Regions from separate parts of the Sus scrofa genome. Here regions 1 and 2 are each linked to region 3. Evidence: chromatin contacts called from public HiChIP or PLAC-seq data. All regions are on one chromosome and are shown on one strand. Each heading gives the region's core, a stretch centred on a gene start, on an enhancer-like site or on the middle of the called end of the contact. The rest is flanking DNA. Distances are from core to core; before and after follow the strand shown. Region 1 overlaps ZBTB20 (zinc finger and BTB domain-containing protein 20). Region 2 overlaps ZBTB20 (zinc finger and BTB domain-containing protein 20). Region 3 overlaps ZBTB20 (zinc finger and BTB domain-containing protein 20).

Evidence for each region. HiChIP or PLAC-seq counts read pairs in DNA pulled down with a chosen protein or histone mark.
Region 1: an H3K27ac HiChIP or PLAC-seq map of skeletal muscle shows a contact between it and region 3. The contact joins two enhancer-like sites.
Region 2: a contact with region 3 is called in an H3K27ac HiChIP or PLAC-seq map of skeletal muscle. The contact joins two enhancer-like sites. A contact is called at or near these places in 1 of 47 Hi-C or Micro-C datasets (embryonic fibroblasts) and 1 of 2 datasets of contacts at active chromatin or transcription factors (skeletal muscle).

The regions. Positions count from the first base shown.
Region 1 is chr13:145,568,193-145,571,289 of Sscrofa11.1, reverse strand. All of the region lies in intron 5 of ZBTB20 (zinc finger and BTB domain-containing protein 20), which reads right to left. Among named protein-coding and RNA genes, the nearest start is that of DRD3, 200 kb to the left of the region's middle. Within about 2 kb of position 1,374, at least 29 of the 83 cell types and tissues checked have an H3K27ac peak or open chromatin away from gene starts, as enhancers often do. A contact at or near this core is called in skeletal muscle, where this site is marked.
Region 2 is chr13:145,547,800-145,550,909 of Sscrofa11.1, reverse strand. The region is part of intron 5 of ZBTB20 (zinc finger and BTB domain-containing protein 20); the gene reads right to left. Among named protein-coding and RNA genes, the nearest start is that of DRD3, 220 kb to the left of the region's middle. Within about 2 kb of position 1,524, at least 10 of the 83 cell types and tissues checked have an H3K27ac peak or open chromatin away from gene starts, as enhancers often do. A contact at or near this core is called in skeletal muscle, where this site is marked.
Region 3 is chr13:145,386,300-145,389,189 of Sscrofa11.1, reverse strand. The region is part of intron 4 of ZBTB20 (zinc finger and BTB domain-containing protein 20); the gene reads right to left. Among named protein-coding and RNA genes, the nearest start is that of DRD3, 380 kb to the left of the region's middle. Within about 2 kb of position 1,624, at least 4 of the 83 cell types and tissues checked have an H3K27ac peak or open chromatin away from gene starts, as enhancers often do. A contact at or near this core is called in skeletal muscle, where this site is marked.

The sequences.
Region 1 (3,097 bases), core at 125-2,624, 180 kb before region 3:
AGGACTTTTACATAAGGTGACTACATGTTGGGATTTGGTGAGCAGCTCTCTAAAAAGAGAGCTCTCTACCAGTTGTGGGAAATAACCGCCTTGGTTATGATGAGAGAGTACGACCTTAACCAAAAACTGTGTGGCTGGAAAAATAAACTCCTGAGGGACTCTCTCTGATCACTCTTAGAGAGATCCAACATCCACAGATGTGTCTTCAGAAAAATGCAAGTCCACCTGACAGGTGAGGCTGAACCTCAACGATGGATTTGAGGACACAGGAACTGGGAATCGGTAAAATCCATTTCTAAAAAGTGAACCTACTTTTTTTTTTTTCTTTCGCCTACTCCTTCCTCTCTCCCTTCTCTCTCTTTTTTTCCTCTCCCATTATTGTTTACTTAATTTGAATCCTGGCCTTAATGGGAATGGAACTGTATCCAGAGGTACTATTAAGATAAGAAATTTCAGGAAGAAATATTTAATGAGGGGTTTGGAGTTTTTGGAGAAGGAATAGAAAATTATTTAGAGAGAAACAAGGGAAAAACTAAGAAGTTAAATATCGGAATCAGCACGATGGCTGTAGACTAGTTTCCGAGAGGCACAGATGGTCTGCATTCTCCAGAACCAAAACAAACAGGAAGTAACAGGGCCAGAGCCCCCTCTCCCCTCCTTTCCTCCCTCCCATGTAAATTGGGGGAAAAAAAAAAAAACGGAAATGTATTCAGATCAAAAAGTTTTCCTTCAAACACTGGAAACTGACCAAAGCAAAAGAAACAAGAGAGCTGGTTCTAGCAGGTAAAACGCCAAAGGGACAGCACATTTTGGGGGTGGAAGAGAAATTAGGGATCAAATGCACACACACTTTTGGAGAAAAGTCAGGGTCTATAGCTAATGGAGGGGTGAATGTAGCAGGCAGGTGGCAAGTAAGAAATTTGGAGGAGAGAAAGGGCTTCATTTTGGGTTTTGTTTTCTGGAGGAGGGCTAGGGGATACTGGGGAACATGACTACTCTTGGGGTGCAGAGGGAGACAAGGAGCTTAGAGTTGGACAGGGAAAGAAAGAAACTCAGGGGTCATGTGGGGGACATTGAGTCAGGAAGAGGTTCAGTTGGATGATAACAAGCTTTCAGAAGATGGCTTTGAGTCGTAGAAAAGTGTACTGGAACGGATGGCTACTGACAGGGTTAACAACACACTAAACTCTCCCCGTTTCCAAATGTGATGTGCAAGCACCGCCCAGAGCAGCAAAGCATGTGCAGGCAAAACATCATCAAAACTTCACAAAATGGGGTTCGGGGGCCAGAGGGGAGGTGTGTGAATCGTGCCCCCTCCTTGTGCGCATCCCACCAACAGCACAGAGCTCTAGCAGGGAAATCGCCAGTGAAACCCGAGACTTCCAAGCCATCCCACAGAGATAAACCAGCCCAGGTCCCCAGTGACTCCAGGCAGCCATGAGGACAGTTTTCGTGTTCCAAAACTAATTGGACAGTAAGGAGTGTCTGTAAGAATAAAAGGCGGTGGGAGTGGAGGATGGAAATAAAAGGGGAAAAAAGTGTCCTTGTTGAAAGTTTTAAATTACAGGCTCAGTAAAAAACTGGCATTCCACCACATCCGGTCTAGTTACCAAATGGAAAAATAGGGTCATTAACATGTTTATTTGAATTACATTAGTCCTTCTCTTTCATATTTAATTTATTCTGTTAGAAGAAAAAAAAAACACGAGGCTCTGCATGCTGGTGAAAGGCAGGAGTGTAATGGATCAGGGAGCTGAAATGCAATGATCTTTACCCATTATCTACCCGGCTAAGGCTTTTCAGAACTTACTAGGATCACTCAGGGATTCTGCCCCTTAGGAGGAAGGGAAGGGCACAGAAAGATGTGAGGTACGGCTGCCCCTGAGTTATTAAAATATTAAAGTTATTAAATATTATTTGAATTGAGGAGTGGGAGTGAGATTTTAATGGAAAGGAAATTCAGGAAGAGAAGGAAGAGTTGGGATAGACGACCTCTTCTCCAGATTGAATGTCCAGACATAAGGTCCGTGCTAGGCTCATTGAACATCCTCCCCATGTTATGGATGGTGGAAACACAGAGAAATCTCTGTGTTATTGGTATTATGGGTATTAAAAGCCCACATTTTCACGATGATCTCATGAGGCTTGTTGCTCTCCCAAACAGTTCTGATCAACAATAAGTATAAGCAAGTCTATTTAGGGGAAAATGGAAAAAAAGTGTATTTTTAGGATGGTGTCTGGAGATGACCTGTTAAATCATTGTGGTAGTGACACAGAAAAGACCTAAGAGCAGTCCTTGCTCTAAAACTTACTTGCTACACTTGCACATATAATTCCATCAGTTTTCCTCATCCATAAAATGGGAACATGAACAGTTACAATAGAGTTGAGAGGGAACAAGAAGGATACTCTGTGTAAAACTGTTCTCCAGAGCACTGTACACATGTAAGGCATTCTTATTTCCCAAAGACGGTGGTGCCAAGTACAAGCCAAACACTGTGCCAAATATCCTTAGAAACAGGATCAGAAACAAAGCAGGAAGTGCTCTGACTAAGCTGAAGAGGACATGGATCTTCTATCTCAGTGCTGACTGGCTGTATCCCTTGCTACCTGCAGAGATTTCTCACCAGGATGTTGACCTCGGGTTCACAGATTGCCTCCACAGTAGGTTGCCACCCACTCACAATGAGTCATGTAAAGTTCAAATCTTACTTCGTGCTAGCGATGCTAATGTAGAAGTAAGCAGGTTTAAGCTTTTTAGTTGCAGATTTCTGCTGGAATTGTCAAAATGTCCAAATTGTCCCAGCCTTTCACTGCCACCCGGGTTAGCCAGCTCAACCTAGACTTGGTTCTGGACCCACTAGGGCTCCAAGTCCAAGTTCCAGCTCCAGTGGAACAAACTGGATAGAAAGCATAACCTTGTCCCTCTGCCTTAGGATCTGCAAAATGAGCAAAAATTTCAGTCTCTACCTTTCCCTTCAAGCAAGTTTCTCACTTTGCCACAGAGAGAATCACATTTTGTTATGATTCTTCCTTTTGGACCTGTTTGTTAAACATTTTGCCAGCTGCCTTGAAGCTGAACCTTGGCTCAAATACA
Region 2 (3,110 bases), core at 275-2,774, 160 kb before region 3:
GCCATTGATTTTACTTGTTCTATGCATTTGGACATGCTTTCCCCTCAGACTCTACCCCCAATTCAGTGCCCTGAGTAGCTCAGAAACAGGGCTCTCTCAGCCTTGCTGCTCCGCTTAGGCCCAGTCTCTGAGAGAGTATTTAGGTCAAGGATGAGGGTGGAGCTGGGGATAAAGCAAAGAACCTGGCTGAGCCATGTGTCTATTAGCTCCAACACACTACCTAATCTCCAAGTCATTTCGCTTACAGTTATATTTCAGTATATGCCACAGCAGAATGATTTCCTTTGAGATGAACAAAAATTGAGTGGCTAAAACTTAATGAATACAACTGGTTCAAAAAATTTGGATATGGAGGAAAATCACTAATAGTAAACTTAAGACCAGAGAAGTGATCGTATCATCCAGGCATTTCTCCTAAAAAGAAGGGAGGAGAGAAATAATTTAAGTGCCTACCATGTTTCAGACACTATGTTGGGGGATTTACCTATATTATCTTATTTAATCCTAATAAAAACCTTCCAGAGTAGAGATTATCACCCTCTTTTCTTCAAGTGAAGAAACTGAGGCACACCAAGATTGTGGTTTAACCAGACTCACAAAGTAGAAAGTACTTTATGACAAGCATACGCGGATCCAATTTTGTCTAGCTACAAAGCCCATGTTCTTTGCCAAAGTTTGCTAAGAGGGAAACCCAGAGGTGAAACAACTATGAATACCATCGGCAATATTTTTAGTGAGTGTCTGCTATATGGTGCTAAATTGTGTGCAGAAGTTTATACAAATATAAACACACATTTTCTGCCACCTTGACATTTAAATATGCTAACATGAATAAACTGACACTGGAGTCACCAAAAAGAATACCAAACGTAGAAAATTCAAATGATTCATGTACAAAGGGCATTTTTTTTTCCAGCTATAGAAGACAGTCTACCTGACATTGCAAAGCTTTTGTGCAACTAATGCTTAAAAACACAAACAAAATCCCCAAACTCTTTCAATAACAGAAAAACATGCACAATTCTCACACACAAAACAAAAATCTAGCACAGTCAATTCTCCAATAATTGCCAATAGATAGGGATTTTTCCTCAAAAATCTTTAAAGGTGAGCATCTAGTTTGTGAATAAAGGCTTCATTTTTAATCCAGGGTTGACATTATCACTGCCTCTGCTTACCTTGTCTTCATAAAGTGTGAAAAGGGAAAGAAGTTTGAGTTTTTCTTCCACATATGAAGGCTTAGCTGTGGGGAAAGGTTGTTTAAATAAAAACACCGAGTTTCTTTCCTAGTGGTGGGCTCAGGCATCAGGAGATCCCTCCTCCCTGCGTTCCACCATCCACACACACACAGACTCCACTTCAAGCTTCCGCCTAGTTGCATGAGGGGTAGGAAAAGGAAGGGAAGAAAAGAAAAGCGGGAAAGGGTGTAGGAGAGGAAGAAAGAGGGAGGGATAGGAAGAGTGTCTAAGGAAGTAGTGTCGTTCTCCAGAGTGCTCCAGAAAGTGAAAGTATGCAAAGAGCCAGCTAAGAAGCACGCAGCTCCCAGCTCTCCAGGGATGGCTCTCTCAGAGCCTGGGCTCCAGAACTCAAGCGTTCTGTGGCCAGGATGGTGTTGAAAGAAGGAAGACGCTGGACAAGGGTTGGCGAATGATGCTAGAGGGCTTTCTAGCCCCTTCTACACCACACGTAAACACAGTTTTATTCTCAAACTACTATAACTTTCCAGGATATAGCCAAATGCAAGGAAAAGGTGCGTTCTAAGACGAAACGTGATGTGAGAATTTTTTAATGTTTTATTATGATACTACAATTATTTATTTATAATTGTTATCTCTCTAAAACACTGCAGCCTTTCATTGCCACTTAATAATCATGAGCTGACAACATGTCATTTAATTGTTTTGCTAAAGAAGTAAAAAAGAGGGATTGAGGTGGACAGGAATTATATTGCAATAATAAGGACACATGACCAATAGCCTCAAATCAAAAACTAAAGTGTTGACAGCGAGGTTCTGACATCGTGCGGATTTGTCTAATTTTTCCACCATCAGGAGCAAAGGTGAAATTTAAGTTGTAATAGGCCCTCAAAAGATAGTATTGATGGTTATGCGGTTAGCCTTTTTTTCAATAAAATTCATGGTTGGGATTTCAAACATTCCCCCGTGTTAGAAACAGCATTCACATTAGCTTTTTTGGGGGTGGGGGGGTCCTACGGGGGAGGAAAGGAGGAGAGAAGGAAGCATTAGCACCAAAAATCTCCAGTCTTCTTCTTCCACCTTGACGGGGGTTAGCTGAAGGCCATGGAGAATAAGGATGTGCCGTCATCTCTTTCTTATACAGACGGCAGAAGGGGGGAAACCACACACTTGTATTTTGCTAATGTAAAAGTCCCAGTGGAAACATTAGCACTCAAAGACATTAATGTGGATTTGGGACACTCCCTGAAGGATTTTGATTCCATTAGAAAAAAAAAAAAAAAGACAGTGACAGATATAATCCTGCTTTGATATGTTTAATGCCATTTAAAGAGAAACTGCACCCATTTACCTCAGGCCGGGACACCAAGAGTTCAAAAAGTGAAATATCATTTCTCAGTGCAAAGAAGAAGCTTGGAAAATATTATGTGAAAATTAATTTGGCATGCTTCTTTGAAATTTTAGATTTCTGGGATGAGCAAATGGGTACAGTTTTCTTTTAACTGTTTTTGAACACCATGTGTTGAGAAGAAAACAACAGAATGGCAATTGCTCATCCAAAATGCTAACTTGTGGCATGGCACAGTCAAGATGGCCTGCCACAGCCAAAAAGCAGGTGTATGCTATGCCTCTCACTTCAGTAGCATGCACGCCACATGTCCCTGCATTCGGCAACCTCTTGCATTTGCTTTTGGAACCTTTTTGAGGGGGACAGTAAACATGACTCAACAGAACGTCAAGCCTGGGAGAGACTGGCTCCCCCCAGCTTTCTATGAGACAGACTCTCTGAGGCAAAACTGGAATAATGTATCTATTTTGGAATTCTGTGACCCAGCCTCAAAGTGACTGGCTTTAGATCATCTCATGTGGCTGAAATTTAGGATCTAATCAGATTGGAGAGTAACGGTGAAGCTT
Region 3 (2,890 bases), core at 375-2,874:
CCATTGATTGCTTTCTATGAGTTAGGCAGGTTACCTATACTATTTTTATTTAATTCTCAAAATACTTCTATTGCTGTGTTGTTGTTATTCCTATTTTGTAGATGAAAAAACTCAGACTTGGGAATGTTGAAAAACTTGCCAAATGTTATGAATCTAGTAAAAGGCAGATGAAGACTCAAATCTAAATCAGACTGATTTCAAACCTCCCTTAATATCATTTTCCAGATTAGGTTTATGTGACCCTTACTCAGGAGTGCAAACCATACACCAAGCTTTTTTTTTTTTTTTAATCTATCATCTTTCTATTACTCTGTGTGTGTGTGAGAGAGAGAGAGGGAGAGAAAGAGACAGAGAAACTCTAAATAAAATGTTATGAAATTTTTCTAGGACTCCCTTTTCCTCACCTCTAAAATTGATAGCACCTACCTCAGAGGTTTATTGTGAGGACCAAATGAGATAATATAAGCGAAAGCTTAGTACACCTAAAATAAAACATCATCATTATTGCCATACAAGTTTCCTTCCTTTGCATAATGGATGTATTCTAGAGAAGGTGATTATGAAAATGTATAGGCTTAACTTCTATTATCAAATCACAGAGCAATTGCATTATAATATCATAGAAAGAAGGTTCCTAACAGATTGAGAAGAAGACTTGATGTAAGGCAGGGATTCAGGTAGGGGTTGGGTCTATGAGTGTTACGGGGGAACAGACTGTTTTAGCAACATTTTCTAGATACTCTTATCTCCCTCTCGTCAGCCTCCTTGGTCTAGTAATTCCTGAATCTACTCCAGTGGTTTTCAGAGATGATTTCCTTCTTTTCCTTGGTCTAGTTATGAGGTCCAATGGAATTTCTAGGCAACAACAATACTTTCCCTGAGGCACTGTCCCATACATTGTATAGAATAGTTAGAAATTTTCCTTTATATGAGATTTCCAATTAGGTAAATTCATTAGTACCCTACTTACTCTGTATATTCAGCTATAAGTTTCAGTATATATGTATTAATAATACTTGCATTAGCTTCATCATATTTATTATTTTGAAAGGGTGCTGGATCAGAAGCCACGTCTTCTACCTTCTTGGAAACCCTACACTTACTAGTGAGTTCTATAAATAAAATGAAACTTTAAATAGTACTGACTTCACCTTCAACTCATAACTAAACCTGTCTCTGGGCCTGAAGTGCTATTTTCTCCCTCTAGTCTCATCAGATATGAGTGTGTCATGTTACTGAGACCAAGCTATATGCTCTCACAATTCACTTCTAACAACCACTGCATCTTGGTGCTTGCGTTTTCCTGAGGTACCAGGACTTATTTTTAAATCAATGCCTTAATTTTTTTTTTCTCTCAGCATACCCTTTACTTGTGGAAAATATTCTGAAAGAATGGCATTTAAAAATAAATCATGTGCTGCCCACACCAGGGGAAAAGCAGCGATTTTGAAAGCATCAGATTCAACTAATCAGAGGCACAACAGCCCTATTAAAAGTATTAGCTTTCTTATCTTTAGAGCTCAGGTAGGAAACAAGATCCAACCTCAGCATACCAATGGGTATCAAGTAAGAGAGGTCAGCATAGTCTACACCCTGATGAGGTAGCTTGGACACATCAGCTAGAAGTATTAAATTCTAAAAGGAAAGCTTGTTCCAGATTATCTCACATATGACAGCAGCCTGGGATGCCACCAGACAGCCTCCCAGGTTCTAGACCAAGTCAAACAAGGCACATTTACATTGGATTTAATATTTTGTCAAAAGCAGACTATAGAATCTACTCAAGACCACTTTTACTTTATTGGTTGTTCATATCCCCATATAATGTCTGTTATCCTCCCATTTTACCATTCATCCACTTATTCAGTATATAATAAATACCAAGTACCTTAGGGAATGGGTATATAGATGATGGATAAATAGATAATCAATAGATAGACAGAGAAATAAAGAATAGATTTCTAGCTAGGTAAAATGAGTAATGACTTGAAGAAATGACTAAAGAAGGAGATTCCAGATGGAGAATCCATTAAACTGTTAAAGGATAGATGAGATTTCAAAGTATAGAAAGGGAAGGGAAATCATTTCAAGCAGTGTAAACTGCATAAAAAAAAGAGATTATCATGCATTGGAAAAAGCAAGTCATTTAGTTTGTAAAAGGGAATATCAAGAAATAAAATAGGAAAATTTTATGCAAATTTGGGTTAGATCACAGGAGAACTTGAGTGCTAACCAAAGAACATCACCCTGTCAGTAATCCAAGTATGAAGAAAGTTCAGTAAACAGTTTAGAAGCATTATAATTGCAGTAGAGTACTGTAATACATTACAGACTCTGAAGCTTTGGGTTCCATAGAAGAGATGCTACATTTAGGGGTAAGGAAAAGGTCCTCACATCTAATGAATGAGTCTTACTCCAGCTAAGATTATCTGGCTTCATCTATTAAGATTAATCATATCACATGACTTAAACAAGAATCTCACCAGCTCCTAATCACACTGACATTGGTTCTTCATTCTCAATAACAAGTTCTGTAGAGTTGCCTAAAAGCTGATGGTAAGTCTGGCTTAGATGAAAGAGGTGAGTATCTTAAACACATGTGAGCTGTTTGTAGAAAAGTTTGACATAAGTTGCTATTTGACTTTGAATAGAGCCAATATGTTCATACATGATTGGTTACTTGTATATGTTTCATTCTGGTTCTTTCTATGATCCAGAAAGTCATTTCAGTGTATTTGGAGTTCTCAGATACCCTTACATATCCTTTAAAGTTCACTGCTAAATGTGTATGATTCTTTGATTCTAGTTATCAAAGATACACTCCTTTCCTAGCACTTCCTATTCCCCTCCCCTCTCTTGCTCTCTATTACATTTACAGACTTTATCCAAA